Regions from separate parts of the Mus musculus genome. Here region 2 is linked to region 1. Evidence: chromatin contacts called from public Hi-C data. All regions are on one chromosome and are shown on one strand. The core of a region is the stretch at or near the end of the contact, and the rest is flanking DNA. Distances in the headings are between cores, read along the strand shown. Region 1 has its middle 30 kb from the start of Sox5os3. Region 2 holds the start of Sox5os4 (a long non-coding RNA gene).

What was found. Hi-C and Micro-C count contacts between places; a contact is called where the count stands out from the background.
Region 2: a contact with region 1 is called in a Hi-C map of liver, with 3 times the contacts expected there. The contact joins the promoter of Sox5os4 here to the enhancer-like site in region 1. A contact is called at or near these places in 14 of 484 Hi-C or Micro-C datasets (B cells, CD4 T cells, the HL-1 cell line and 5 more) and 2 of 115 datasets of contacts at active chromatin or transcription factors (double positive thymocytes and liver).

The regions. Positions count from the first base shown.
Region 1 is chr6:144,639,335-144,647,305 of GRCm38.p6, forward strand. It overlaps a transcript of Sox5 not described here. Among named protein-coding and RNA genes, the nearest start is that of Sox5os3, 30 kb to the right of the region's middle. Within about 2 kb of position 4,502, at least 15 of the 459 cell types and tissues checked have an H3K27ac peak or open chromatin away from gene starts, as enhancers often do. A contact at or near this core is called in liver, where this site is marked.
Region 2 is chr6:144,754,518-144,762,488 of GRCm38.p6, forward strand. Sox5os4 (a long non-coding RNA gene) reads left to right here and starts at 4,784. Exons shown (of 2, transcript XR_378133.3): 1 at 4,784-5,044; 2 at 5,152-5,554. It also overlaps a transcript of Sox5 not described here.

The DNA.
Region 1 (7,971 bases), core at 3,252-5,751:
ATTGTTAGCTTTTATGGAATATCTACTGTTTGAACAAGCATTTCTCCCCTTTGGGCTGCCGTAAGAATGAGCTAAACCAACCAACAGCTGGAGGGGATGTCTGCTCAGCTCTCCACCCCCACAGGAGAAGTCCACCAAAAGACCAACTTGAAGCTGAGCTTCTGGAAGCCTGTGGCAGCACCCTCCCTCTGCTGGCTTCCCAATGCTCATCCCACCCACCCCACTTCACTCCCTTCATGCTCCACAGAAAATGCTCTCTACATGAATTTGGGTCTTGAGGCAGCTTGGAAAGTGTTAGCAAATACATTCTGTTAAATTTCGAGTTATAGAATCTGGGTTTTTTTGTGTGTGTGTGTGTGTGTGTGCGTGGGGAGGGTTGTTTTATCTTTTTGTTGTTTCTGATTCTCTCTCTCTCTCTCTCTCTCTCTCTCTCTCTCTCTCTCTCTCTCTCTCTCTCTCTCACCACATTGTAGTTCTTTTTTAATGCCTCTGAGACAGCTGACACACCAGGGGGACCATCTGCCAGCCATAGGGTTACCTGCCATGGGCTTTTACAGTTTCAATTACAAGGTAATCCATGTGGGAAGTGGCTGGTTACAAGATTAACAGGTGAAAACAAAACAGGAGACAGAAGGGAGGGTACATCAAGATCCTACAGGGCCATAGCTGCTCACTTCAAAATGATAATGAGAAAAAACCTTTAGAGAAATAGTAGTTACATTGTGTCTTTGGAGGAGACACATCAAAGAGCTGTGGTCTGGATTCTATAGTTAACTGTCCTAGACCCAATGACCCTGCCAACAGCACCTGGGTGTGAACCCCTCCACATTTAGAGAGTGTTCTGAGCAAGTATGTTTCATGTGCACCTCTCTAGATGATTTGACCGACTGCATCTTCATGCTTTGAGCCCCATCAGAGCTTTGAGGTCCACAGCCATGGGAGAACACACTGCACAACCTGCTCTTCTAGCCCGTGGGCGAGCTCAAAGCTGCCAGTCACTGCCTTTGTCAGTTTATCCTTTCTTTCTTCTTTCGTGGGTTTTCCTCTTGCTATTGCTGTTTGTTGTTTTGAGATGAGGTTTCTGTCACTAACTCAGACTAGCCTCTTACTGTGTAGCCTAAACTGGCCCAAACTTATGGTGGTCCTCCTATCTCAGCCTCTGAAAGGCAGGGATAACAGATATGAGACCACAGGCCTAGCATATTTCATGAATTCCAATGCATTACTTGCTCTGAGTTTTGCCATTTTCTGCAAACATGGGGCAAGCACAGCTCTTTAAAATGAGTTTAGGTGTTACAAATCACATTTCACCAGAACAGAAAATATCTGGTTTAGTCAGCCTTTACTGGAACTCAGCTATCTAAGTTAGCACTTTCAGGTCACTGGGCTGCCCATGAGACATGGGGCTGAATGACAAGGCTGTGAGTCACACGGACTTTCATCCCCCAGTCTTCCCTTTGAGAGAGGGCTGAATTGACAGTGAACACTTGAAGTCACCATGCAATGGGAACTAAAACCCAGGTCTCCAAACCCTGGCCCAGAGCTCCTGAGTCTCCCGGGCAGCCCTCTAGGTTTCAGCTTCATGCAGACTAAGGCAGACACTAAGGTGACGCTATCAAACAGTGGCCAAGAAGACACAGATGAAGATGAGTAAATGACTATCTCTCAATTATACACTGGGTGGCTGGCCATGAGCCACACACAGGGCAGCCGTGTGCCACACATCAGGTAACTGTGTGCCACACACGTGGATGGCTGTGTGCCACATATCGTGTAGCCGTGTGCCACTCAGGGATCTCTTACAGCGATTCACTTGTTTTCTGAAACTCGGTCTCACCATGTGGCCACATTTCTCTGAATCTCACCATGTTGACCCAGCTAGCCTGGCACAGCAGGGTTCTCTGTTCATCCAGGGTTAGGCTTAGAGTAGTGTGTCACCATGTCTGGCCCATGCACTGCCTCATGGTAAACATCAGAACTCACGGTGTCTGAAGAAGATAGTCTGAAAGGTTTAGAAGATTGCTTAAGATCACAAGATAGCAAAGGACCAGAGTCAGGATTTAACGCCGGGGATGTCCCAGAAACAAAGCAAACTGCGGTTAGAGGCGTAAAAGTGAAATTCTCTCCATAATTTACTTGCTTTTCCCAGCCTCCCCCTTACTGGAGGCTCCAAACAGCCTTCCTTCACACATAGAAAATATGTAGGAGAATGGTAACCCTAGCCTATTCCATGTGTCCCCATCCCACAGTGCCTCACGCCATGTTATCTCTGGCTGTGAAGTCCCTCTTCCATCGATGTTCTTATCTCCCCCATGGTCATGATCCATTCCCCTCAGCGCTTATGAAATGAAACGCTTACTCAGCTTCCCTGGAAGTCATTAGCACTTTCAGGAAGCCTTCCCGCAGGACCCAGTGTCCTCCAGGGCAGTTGATTTGTCGTCCTCTGTTACTGCCTGAACTTTAAAACCACCTATGTACACAATGATTAAATGCATGATTTAATTTTATACATTGAATTTTCACATTCAAATATTTATAAGCCACCACTTCTTCACGCAGAGAGAGAGGCCTGCAGGTATGTGCGGATACATGTGTGTGTGTGAGCAGGCAGAGGCCAGAAGTCACTGTTGAATGCCTTCCTTAGTCAACGTCCCACTTGATTTCTTGGGGCAAAGCCTCTCACACTGAACTCAGATTTCACCAGTTTGGCAAGATCAGCAAGTTCCCAAGTGTTCTCCTGCCTCTGCCTCCACAGCTGGGATTGCAGGCATGCATATTTATAACCAGCTGCTGTGGGGTTATGAGTGAGTGCTAGGGAGCTGACCTCATGCTTGCAGGACACACAGGCTACTACTGACTACGTTATCTCCCCAGCCAGCAGTATCTGGGGAAAGCTCCTGGACAGTTGGTTACCTACCATGCCTATCCTGTTAGCAATGTACTTGAGACGGTTGTCACAGAAATCCTCAACTGCTACTCAATGGGAACCTTCTGGGGGGCTCTTGTGCTGTGACTGCCACGTTCTGACTTTCACAGGAACTTTCTGCTTCAGCCTGTTCCAGCAAAGGAACAGTTCCTATAAAGAGCAACCTCTTGACCCTGCATCGTAAAGAAGTGTGCCTAACCAATATTGATAGATCATTCATGTACATAGATTTGAATTGTCTGCAGGATTTAAAAGGTCACTTGAACCCTCCTGGGGATGGTAGACATCTCCACTCTCTTTACGAGTCCCCTTCAAAGTGTGAGATTACATCTGTGGGGGTATAGAATAAATACATACACTATGGTTAAGGTTTTTGATGGCTGAGATGTAGGGTTTTTGTGAGGATTAATTGGGTGCAATCTTTCATCTGCGTCTATTCAGCGTGTGTACCGTATATGAGCTATGCATCCAAGGACAGCTGCCATCCTATTTACAGCCCCATCTAAAAACAGCAACATTAAATCCATCTTCCATCTCTCTGAGGTCTTTGCAAGCGCAGAATCAACTCAGATGTTCTGTTTTAGAGCAAAATACATGAGGTGTGAATGTGTGTAACAGTAAAAGACTAACAGGCAGGGATGCACGCTGGTGGAAGTGGCCACCGGGGCTTGATAAAACATCCCTGCCTTTCCTAGTTCAGGAAGAGGCGAGGAAAAGAAACTAGAGAAAAACATCAGGGGGCAAATTAAAAAGGTGGGTCGCAGTGCCCACCCACCCCCATGCAGAAGGCTCAGAACCCAAATATTGATTTTTCAGGCCTTTTGATGCTGGCTGTGGAGACTTGGGACTAGACTGAAAGACGAATGACTGAGGTATGAGCTAACAGACCTCCCAAACCCTGCTCTGCAGCCCAGACTTCTTCAGGGTGAGTTAAAAGTGATCTTTCAGGTTGAGAAAGAGGGGAAAGCTGTGTGTTGGTTATCTGTTGGAACACTGCACATGAAACCCTTTAACGCAAACTCATGTAAATTTGATGACTATTATCAGAAGAGGCAAAACTCTTGATTTTATAACCAAACTATGACTAATCCTTCTGACTGATCCGAACAATCCTAGAACATTCATTCCAGGCATCAATCTTCCACTCCATGTCTCTGAGATACACACTCCTGTTTCACCAAGCCTCAAGTCCACTTTTCAAAAGTCAGCGTGAAAATCAGACATAGCAAGAAAAGAGAAGGCTGCTTCGTTGCCAGGATGGATGATCAAATTTGCTCTTTAAAAAACAAATAAACAACGAGTTTGCTCATCAGGTATTAAGACTGTTATTAAGCAAGCCACCCTTCCAAACACATTGGGAAGCCCGTGGGAAAGTGCCACTTTGAATTGTAGCCACGGCACAGGACATTGGAAGGCTACCAAGGTTTAAACATAAATGCTATGAATTCCTAGCTGTGTGGCCTCAAGGAAAATGCGACCATTCTGTGCTTTATCCACATAGTGACAAGGAACAGCAAGACAGTGTGTGTCAAGTTACTAGGACATGGTATGCCATGTGACAGACAAATATTGCCGGCCTGGCTCTCAGTGAGTTAATGATTAAAAGTCAGCTTCTTTTTCCCCCCTCAGGTGGAAATGAGATGGCAGAGTTCTGTAAAAGCTTCTGCAATGGAAATAACAAAGAATGGTTTATTTACTCTACGCTAGAACCTGAGCAAGTTACTTTACCTAAGTGAAAATACGCATGCATGTGATGCTCATGTATGTGTATATATGTAAGTACGTACGTGCATGCACACACATAACCATGCATTTGCTATTATACGTGAGTACATCGCCCTCCAACTGAAAACTGGAGTCTGGTCACACGGTCTGTCTTCTGGATTGTGCAGGGTCCGAAAGAGATAAGCCCGCCGGTATGACTCTGCCAGCACATCCCTCTATATTATTGTATTTATAACAAAGTAAACAAAGTGAGACATGCATCAGGATAACATCTAATCACACAGATCATACGCGTGCCACAGTTTGTCAGAAGATGGCTTAATGAAGGGGTAGAAACGCAGACAAGACTGATGCTTGCTACTGGAATGTTCATCTATTCCATGAGTAACATTGCTGAGATTGAAATTACTGCTTGTCATATTTTCATATGTGAAATTTGAATTGAGAAAAAAAAATCAATGACAGACCCAGAGGTGAGCGTACTACTGTCATTTTGCTAAGTGGACATGGTATCAAACTGCTCTCTACATTCATATCCCTATACTATACAGGGTAGCTCTCTGGCCCCATCAGGGAAACCTGTTTGTGTAGCAGATGGTGGTGATTACTGCAGAGACTCACAATTCACGGAAGTATAGAGAATGACTGAGTATGTGGTGTGTGTGTGTGTGTGTGTGTGTGTGTGTGTGTGTGTGTGTGATGTGCTGTGGGTGGGTGGGGGTGCTTAGCCAGCACAGGGCCTCCACCAAGGCTCAGGGACCATCTGAGGAGACAGAAAGACTGAAATAGCTGGAGGTCAGGGAGGACCAGAGCAAAACATCGTCCTCTGGATGTGAGCAGGCAGCTGTACTCAGGGTCTCACAGCAGCTGTGGCTGTTGCACAAGAAGAGCAAGCCAGTAGATGCTAGCTGCAGTTCCATGCTAGAACTGCAGGGGGCCCTTGGATCCCTACTCCTAACTGAAGATCTGCGGACATTGCTGGCTGCTGGGACGGGAGAGCTGTTTTCTTTAAGGGTGTGGGTCCTGTTAGGCCTACCATGTTCCATTGACTGGCCCCACGTCCAGAAGTATATTGGCAGTGTAAGTTGGAGTGGATGGCTATTAAATTAAAAACAAAAAGGAAGGGGAAGGACATGGGGTGGTTCTTTGAGGGGTTAATTTGAGGGTTAATATGATTAAAATGTATAAAATTCTCTAACAAATACAAATATTTATTTTAAAAAAATCAGTGTGATTTCCCCCATTATCTGAACCCATTGGCAGATCTGTTAGTGTGTGTGTTACTCTGAAATTTGCATTATCATCAACCATTGAATTACTGAAGGGCATCTTCAAGGCTCAGTGTAGTATACACCAATAATCTGTTGAAACAAATGCCCAAAGTTGGAGAACTGACAATGTAGAAAGTGCACGTCTCTGAAAGAAATAGGATTCACAGTCTTTGTCGTCAGATGCCCAAAAGTCAAGTCTTTCTCATTATTAACCCTGAGCATTTGCTGACTGGTGGAGCTTCCAAAGAGTCTCTCTTCAAATGGTTATAAGGCACTTGAGTACTTATAAAACATGGCCCATCCACACCTTTATTATTGCTGAGACAATCGTGCATTTTCAAAACTAGCATAAAGATGTAACCACTGCCACATTATACTTAAGGAGATTCCAAATCCGTCTGTTTTTCTGGATGAGTATGCTTATTAAAGTTAAGCACATGGATAAAATTAAAATAAATATCAACTATATGAAATTAGAGTAAGATTAAAAACTATGGGAGACACTGCCCAGTTACCTTTTTGTGCTGAGGACAGGGCTATGTCATGTTGCCACCAACAAGTTGTAGGAGTTACAAAGTCCTTTTCCAGTATTTCAGTTTGCATTACTGAGAAATAACCAAGGAAGTCTTTGTGTGACTGCAGAGGGATCCGTCTTGCATGTAACTTATTTCCAGTGACAATCACAAAGTGAAACTGGATAAACATCGCCAGTGGCTGCCTTGCCTATGCCAAGACATCGAGCAGGATGGTGAAGCCTTGCTTCCGGTCAGCCTGCCAAAGTTCTGAGCTCAAGACCTCACCATGAAAAGTTGAAAATAGCCAACTGAATACATCAGAAGGTCCTTTATGTATGAGAGTGCCATAAAACTGTTATCATTTTATATTGGAATTAAATCAAAATTTGACTCTGTGATAGAAGAGAATGTCACAGTATACCCTGTGGTGTATAACTGGTGCTGTGTTTTGCGTGTGATGGAAGACTTTGGCCTCCACGTGGACGTGTTGGTTTGGGGAGTTGAAGCTGCTCGTGGAGCTGTGACTGAGTTATGAGTTTGCATGATTTCAACCTTCCCTCTTCTCTCTCTCCTGCCATCCCATTCTCCCCTCCTCCTTCCCTCCCCCCTGTCCCCTCCTCCTTCCCTCTTCTGCTCTCCCCTCCTCCTTCCCTTCCCCTCTCTCTTTCCTGTCCTTCCCTTATCCCTTCCTCTGGTTTTCTCTTTCTTTCTTCTTTTTCATGAGTCAGAATCTCTCGATTTTAGCTTCAAGCTGTCCTTCACCTCAGAGCTCCTGCCTCTCCCTCCCAAGTGCCAAGTTTACTAACTGGCTTGTATTTTTTTAATTCTTCTATAATGATTCAGATGGTGAGTGTTTAGAAATCCTTCTTGAAGATTACGCATGTGCTTCAAAATGGAAGAGTAAGTGAGAAACGCAGATCTCTGAGAACAGAACACTAAGCCACAAAACACAGAAGCAAACTGTTCTGGTATCAGTTTAAGGCACACCCAGCAGATAGCAGGGGTTGAGAACTGACCAGATGGTTCTCAGATGGTAAAAAATGAGCAATCACAAAGTTGGCAACTACCTGCCCACTCCTCAATCAATGTATCCTAGCCATATACACTACCCTCCTACTCCTTAATCAGTGTATCCTAGCTGTATACACTACCCTCCTACTCCTTAGTCAGTGTATCCTATTTGTATACAGTACCCTCCAACTCCTCAATCAGTGTATCCTAGCTGTATACATTACCTGCCCACTCCACAATCAGTGTATCCTAGCTGTATACATTACCTGCCCACTCTCTCTGCCAGTGTATCCTAGCTGTATACACTACCCTCCCAGTCCTCAATCAGTGTATCCTAGCTGTATACACTAGGATACCCGCCCACTCCTCACTTACCTGCTGTCAGGTAACTAAGGAGACTGCCATAGAAGCATAAGACTTGTTTTTAAGTAATTGATTTTGCTTAATAATGACTGCAGCATGCATGAAATATGATATTGATAACTTCGGCATTCTAAAGAGAAACCTTAAAGTGCATCTTCAT
Region 2 (7,971 bases), core at 3,534-6,033, 120 kb after region 1:
GTTATTAGCCTCACTTGCACCAGACCCAAACTTCTAGCTTCTGGCATATTTATAAAGCAGCCTTTCTAGCTGAAAGTGTATTGATGGGGGATGGGGTGGCTGCTGGGATTTTATTTATAGTCTGTTAGAGATTTTAGGAATGAAATATTCCACAAGGAGTTAAGAGGGATGGGGGACAAGAGAAGAGCAAGGAGTTGGGTAAGATGGAAATGTATTATAAGGCAGAGTTTACTGTGTAAAATTAATAGATACTGTCAGAAATGTATTTTTAAGAAAGAAATGTACATGCCTTCAATGGAGTTTGTCAGCTGTGTTTCAAACCTTGGGGCAGGAAATAAAGATCCAGGAAGGATTCACCTTGATCTAGTCCTTGGAAACTCTTTTCCCCATTCAGGAAGAACTAACCTAGCAAAACTGAAACAGCGCCTAACTTCATTCCCAGACACCAAGCTGCTTAAGGAGCGAAGCAGCTACTGGTCTAGAAACCGACCCTGGATAAACTCCTCATTTAAAATACTTCAGGAAAGTCAAGGACACATTGGTTCAGCGAAAGGAAATCCATTAAGGTGTAGGAAGCCAGGAGGGAAAGAAAGAAAGAAATGTTAACACAATTAGTTAACCAGGAAAAGAATCGATATGGCACAAATTACTCTATACAAATTACATACCGTGTTAAACAAGGAGTCGTTATTGTCTCCGATAGATGAGTGTGCTGTGGTGAGAGACGGTGCACAGGGTGATTGCGTTCATCAGATGCAAACACTTGGTGTCCTTAAAAATCTACCAGTTTTCAGAGAGTGTGCAGGCATCTCTGTGTGTGCATGTGTGTGTCCCACATGTGTGTGTGTCCCTGTGTTCCAGGTCCATGAATATACGGATATGTGCACTCATCACCTACACAGAGGCCAGAGCAGGCCATGATCTCTTCCTCTGTTGCTCTCCACTCAGCCCTTTACAGCGGGGCCTCTCACCTTTACAGCGGTAGAACCTAAAGTCCACCTTTTCAGACTCCCTGGCTGCAGAGCTCTCAAAGTCTACCTGGCTCTGCCTCCAGTCCCGGGACCTCCAGTCTATGCAGCCATGCTTGCCTTTTAAGGTTCTGAGACTTCAGTCTCCAGGTTTCATGCCTGTCTAGCAAGCACTCTTAGCCACTGAGCTATCTCCCTGCCCTACCAGCTGTGTCCTTACAAAATGGATATTTCATCCCCCGTGCTATGGCCTAATGCAGGAAGACATAGGCAACACGAGCTCAGAAAAGAGCCAGCAACAAAGGTGCAGTTTAATGCTCTCTCTCCCTGTTGCTGTGTGGAACTCAGTCTAATTCTCAGGCTTGGAAAAATAACAACTACTCAGCATAGCTGGTCTAGGCAAGGCATCTTTTGTTTTCTACATATGTACAAAAAAAAAAAGCAACATTGTTGTTCAAAATGTGGAGATGGCCAAGCTCTCCATAATTGCTCATTACTTAGATCCACGCAAAGTGCTACATAACTGCTCATTAACTTATCCATTTTGTTTTCACTCAGGGCATAAATCAGTCAAGAGATAAATATTGAATGTCCCCAGGTTTCTTAAATTGTGAACATATTTGGAACCCATTCCTCTACCATCCGTGCATGTGAAATGCTCTGGTTTCTTTGGGGCGCTTAAGGAAACAGCCATTAGTACTTTTGAAAACTAGGTCAATTATTTATGTAGGAAGAGGTCACCTGAAATGAAAACTGTAAGTGCTGTGGCCTTCAAACGACATGAAAATTAGTATAAATCGTGTCAGACGCTAATGAAATACTCACAGGTCAGACGGTAAATGGCTGCATTTAAATAAAACAAAATCATTCAGTAGTGTTTCCAGGTAAGGGCATTAATTTGAAGGATCTGCCAACATACGATTAGCGTGGTAGTTTCGTAATCCTTTAATTGTCTTAATAATGAAATATGCTGCTAATTATGTAGGGTATTTTGGCTTTACATTCCAAAAGAGATATTTGCACTTTTTGTATATGTTGTAAAAAACTAATATACCGTGTCAGTAAAGAGTAATTGAACCGGTTTTAGAGCACGTGTACTCAGTAATCTAAATGCAAAGGTACTTCCCATCTAGAGCAGTCTCCTTAGAGCACCACTCAAAGCTGAGCTGTGACTCATAGTGCTGTTAGCCTGTCCTGAGACGGCTTTCCAAGTTTGTACACATGTGGCCATGTACTTGTACACGCATGTGCACACGCGTGCGCGCGCACACACACACACGCACAGGCACACACAAGCGTGCACACACACACACACACGCATGCACACACACACACGCACAAACACACACACATGCACACACACACACAGAGACTGGGGTGGGGGGATGATTAGTCTTGGTTTAACATGTGATTTGAAACAAAATAAAAATTCTAAAGCTAGGTTTACAACTGATTCCAAAGACAACCCAAGAGAGAGAGAGAGAGAGAGAGAGAGAGAGAGAGAGAGAGAGGTTTTCCAGAATATTTGGAACAGGGTATTATTGTTGGAACAAGGGCCTTACTACTCCAAGTGATAATCTTTTAAAAAAGCATGAAGACATAAATGATAGTGTATTACCTGAAAGAATTAAACTGTGTTTTTACTTAAGTCTGCTGAATCAAACAGAGCAGACACAAAGCTTCTAACCAGCTCTCTGTGCGTTGTAACACAATGAAATTAACCTCAGGTTGATTTGGAAACTACTGTATATCACATGAAATTGATTTAACATTTATAGTTTTCAAAAAAAGTATAATTTTTTAAAAAAGAAAATAAACCTTATCTTCACAGATATTTACACGCAACTTCAAACTGGAGGCTTCGTAGATATTGGTTTGTGTTTTGGGGTTTTATTTTTCCTCCTGTACGTAGTCAGAATCTGACAGGAGCTTATGGTCGGATTATGCACAGAAACTGCAAATTTAAACAAGGTGTGATCGGAGAGACTTCTCACGTGTTATTGTATCACACCGTAGCAGACCGCTAATGTATGCGCAGCTCCAAAATAGCCTGAGTTATTACCACACAGCATTGACAAGCCACCAAAGCTCCAACAGTGGGAGTACCTTTCAAGAGGCAGGGCCTCCACGGCTGTGCCGGATCAAAGGGTCGCTCTTCCCATTGACCTTTGACATGAGCACGTCACTGCCTCCTGATCTGGAGGTCTCACTTCGTGTCAGGCTCCTCATTCTGACGAAAGTTGTTTCACCACTGGAACCACGACAGTGGGGCTCCGAGGCTCCATAATATTTAATTGACTCAATTATGGAACAAGTTCTCTCTCTTCCTCACCATGCCCTACTTTCCTCTAAGTTGCACTTGAATTATTGATGAAATCGCAATAAAGCATCTCTTTGTTACACGTGGTTCACAAGTCAAGAAGCAGCTTCATGGTTAATTTTTAGGTTCGACGTGATAAACGCTTTTCTTGTCCTTACTCGGGAAAGTCGATTGCACGGTACAAACTTAAGAGGACGGTTCATTTTTCCTGTTGTTTTGAGAGCGTGGTTCCCATACAAGTCAAGCAAAAGAAAGAAACAGAAGGCCGGTTTGCCGCACTTGGGTCTTCCGGGTGACAGGGACCAGACTTTGAAACTGTTGATTCTTCCTTTGCTCCAAGATCTGCTAAACTCCAGAGAGGGGTGGAGGTGATGACTTCTCACTGACTACCACGTGACTGTGACTGAAAGGCCTCTGTCCCCTTCTACAGACAACAGCTTCAATGATCTCTCCTCCCTCCCTGCCCCCTCTCTGTGTCTGTCTCTCTCTCTCTCTCTCTCTCTCTCTCTCTCTGTGTGTGTGTATATGTGTGTATGTGTGTGTGTATGTGTGTGTGTATGTGTGTGTATGTGTGTGTGTATGTGTGTGTATGTGTGTGTATGTGTGTATGTGTGTATGTGTGTGTGTATGTGTGTGTGTATGTGTGTGTGTGTGCATGTGTGCGTATGTGTGTGTGTATGTGTGTGTGTGTATGTGTGTGTGTATGTGTGTGTGTGTATGTGTGTGTGTGTATGTGTGTGTACGTGTGTGTGTGTGTGTGTGTGTGTGTGTGTGTGTGTGTGTGAGATACGTCTATGTGTTTGTGCCGGGAGGGGTTTATATGTAGAATGTGTGAGGACAGTCTTTGGTATCCTTCCTCAGGACCTCAGGAGTCACCCATGTATTATTTGAGACAGAGTCTTACACATACACACACACAAAGAGAGAGAGAAGGAAAGAGAGACAGAGACAGAGAGAAACAGAGAAAGAGACAGAGAGAGAAAGAGAGAGAGAGAGAACTAGAACTGGAATTATAAGTGTGCCACCACACCCTGCTTTTATTAAAAAATAATATTTTGCATTTTACTCTCTGAAGTACTCATATTCTGACCCTTTCCATCCTCCACTGCTTCCACCCAGTTCATCCTAGTGTCCCCAACTCTGTCCCCCTCCCAACTTCAGCTGTAGTCACTAACAATCCTGAGTTTAATCAGTGCTGCTTAAACATACATGGCTGTATGTCCGTGCAGGACACACCCAGAGTTTCACATGCATGTTGGAAGTGGACCCCAGGCCCTCCAGGCTTACACAGCCAGCGTGTTACAGGCTGAGCGCTACCCCCAGACCCAGAGGATGTTTTAAAATCACAACCTTTTCTCTGTTACTTCCTTGTCCTTGCTTCTATTACTGGGAGAAACAAATAAAAACAAAACAAAACAAAACAAACAAACAAAAAAACCAACTCCACAAGGTCCTACATGAGACAGCCCCTGCCTACCAATCTCCTCCCACACAAACACTGCCTTTCTTTTCTGCAGTCACAGTGACCTGTTAGTTTCTACACAGCCCAAGCTTTTCAGGGCACTGTTTCCGGTGAGGAGACATGCTTGCCACAGCGAAAGCATGGGGGTCAGAGGGCAACTTCCAGGGCTCTGCTCTCTGATCTTGCAGCTCCACCCTCGGAGCCAACTCCGTGGCCGATATTCCAAGCTTCAACCTGCTTCAGAGCCGCCTGTCAGGGATTCTCTGCCCTCACCTTCCATGTGGTCTTACGTAGGTAGCTTGAATTTTCTACTCCTTACGACAGCCCCAAACTCTTTTTCTTGGGAAAAAGTTCTGGAATTTCCTAAGTATGTACAACTACCTTGTATCTCCTCCCAACAGGTTGTGTGCATCCCACATGTAGCTTTGAAGATGCATGCGGCCAGCCACAAACCCCCAAAGCCCTTGCTGCCCTCTGTCCTCCCTGGAAGGTGATCCACCACTTGGAACAACCCATGCCGGCCTCTTCCAGCTGCGGTTCTCACCACTGAGCTGTCGGTAACCCCCAAGTCCATTTAGAGCATTGATTGTGACTGATTCCATGCCTTAATTAAACATGGAAATGCGTCATGAACTATCAGATCAGAATGAACGTTTCCTGGGACCAAACTGATTTCTTTGGACAGGATAGAACATGTTTTTAAGAAACTTCAAAAACCTCAATGGCATCATATAACTTCAGAAATTTGGATGATGTTTCTTTAAAACTAGCAATTTGTGAATTTTAAATCTCTTATCAAATGCCTTTAAGCTTTTCTGCCATTTATAATAACTTGGGAACAAAAATGAACGTGTGTGTGTGTGTGTATACATCCTGGTCCAAGAGAGCCGTACCTGACACTGGGAAGCTTGATATCAATCCACTGATAAACAATGACAGATATCAGTTGAAGCGTCACATGCCCACACTCACATGCCACACACTTTGCACTTCTATGGTTTCTAAGCGACAAGTGTCTCCACCAGTTCATTATACCAGAAAGGAAAGCACTCTGTATGTGCCACCGTCAGGAGCTGTGAGAACTTCATTTTTCTCACTGGATTATAAGCTTCCTGATGGAGTACCCAAGCCTTCTTTTCTCACTGTTGTAACTTCATTACCAATTTTTTTTTAATGAAAGTTTTTTTTTCACCAATTTATAATGAGTGACTGTGAAGTGCTCCGCTCTTTTTTTAAAATATTTTTTATTATTATGTATTTTCCTCAATTACATTTCCAATGCTATCCCAAAAGTCCCCCATACATTCCCCCCCCCACTTCCCTACCCACCCATTCCCACTTCTTGGCCCTGGTGTTCCCCTGTACTGGGGCATATAAAGTTTGCATGTCCAATGGGCCTCTCTTTCCAGTGATGGCCGACTAGGCCATCTTTTGATACATATGCAGCTAGAGTCAAGAGCTCCGGGGTACTGGTTAGTTCATAATGTTGCACCTACAGGGTTGCAGATCTCTTTAGCTCCTTGGATACTTTCTCTAGCTCCTCCATTGGGGGCCCTGTGCTCCATCCAATAACTGACTGTGAGCATCTACTTATGTGTTTGCTAGGCCCCGGCCTAGTCTCACAAGAGACAGCTATATCAGGGTCCTTTCAGCAAAATCTTGCTAGTGTATGCAATGGTGTCAGCGTTTGGAGGCTAATTATGGGATGGATTTCTGGATATGGCAGTCTCTAGATGGTCCATCCTTTTGTCTCAGCTCCAAACTTTTCATTACCAAATTTATAATGACAGAAATGCTATATATATATATATATATGAAAGAATTGACTCCCAGTAAAACTGATTTGAATGAGTAACCAATAGTTGAGATGAATCGTAGGTTGGGCTGGCATGTAGCTCAGTGGGAGAGTTACGATGGTTCAAATACAACATTACTTATGTTAAATTGATTATCATTAATTCCAAATAGTTGCCCATATCCATCTTTTTTGTGAGACTGTATGGGTTCTTAAGCCAAAAAATGGAAAAAAATCATGTGTGTAATAGTTTTTAAAATCTTAATTATTATTTATTTAAAATAACATTGTGCAACATAACAAGGTTTCTGCCTTTTAACTTAGGGACTATATTTAATATTACACAGTTAGGTTTCCCTAGGGACCCAGCCATGATCGCCGTATCCTTATTAAGACATTAAGTATCCGCCACTTGCCATCTCATTCTCCCCTGTAATGAAAAGCAGTAACCGTGCTCTATTTATTCTCCTCCTTCCAAGAAATCCAAAGCAACCAATGTTTTCTGAAGAGGGACTGTTAAATGTAAAAATGGGAACATAACTTAAATGAATTTTTATTAAGAAAATAAAAGAGACGTTAATAAGAAAAACCAAGCTATCTAGAGTCCAGGCACAAGATGACTCTGTGATAATTCTTATAAACCACGCTGAGTTTTACCAGGAAAAAAAAAAAAGAAAAAAAAAAAAAGAAAGAAAGAAAGAAAGAAAGAAAAAGAAAAAAAAACCCAACAACTTACAAACACTTAAAATTCCAAAAAGACAGGAGGGACTTATTATATTTATGAAAGGTTTTTATCTTTTATCTTTTCAGGTCCTCTATCATGGAGATGGCACAAACAAAGATAGCTTTTAATTACTGCACTTAGCTGATTTACAAATTGATGAATCCGAGGGGGGGGGGGCGGGACAAGCAACACAAGAACATTCAAAAGCATTTAGGACACAAGGCAGGATGTGGGTCATACATTAGAGCCAGGAACGCGGAGGGATAATGGTGTCAGTGTGGCCCCAACCTTTCAGTCAATTACGAGGAATTGCTAAAGACAAGGAAACGTTAAGTCATTATGACCCTGGCCGGCACTCATACATATAAACAGATGTGCGCACATGCTCACACGCCCACGCACACACAGATACTCTTCCGTGGGTTTTCAAATACTTTAAAACATTGTAGCTATATTCCCAAAACTTATCTTATTCCTCTAATCTGCTTCTAAACACAGGCGCCCATAAAGCATCATTTAAATGGTTGCGTAGGTTAAACCCAATAGCATCAAGCTAGAGTACGATCCTCTAAGACACTGTCTCCCCATTTAGTATAGAAAGCATGCTCCAGAAATCCAGCCCCCTCCCATCCCATCTTCACCGTGGGACCAAAACGAAAAATGCCTCTCGTGAAGCGCTAGCATAAAATGCGCTAACTTCTG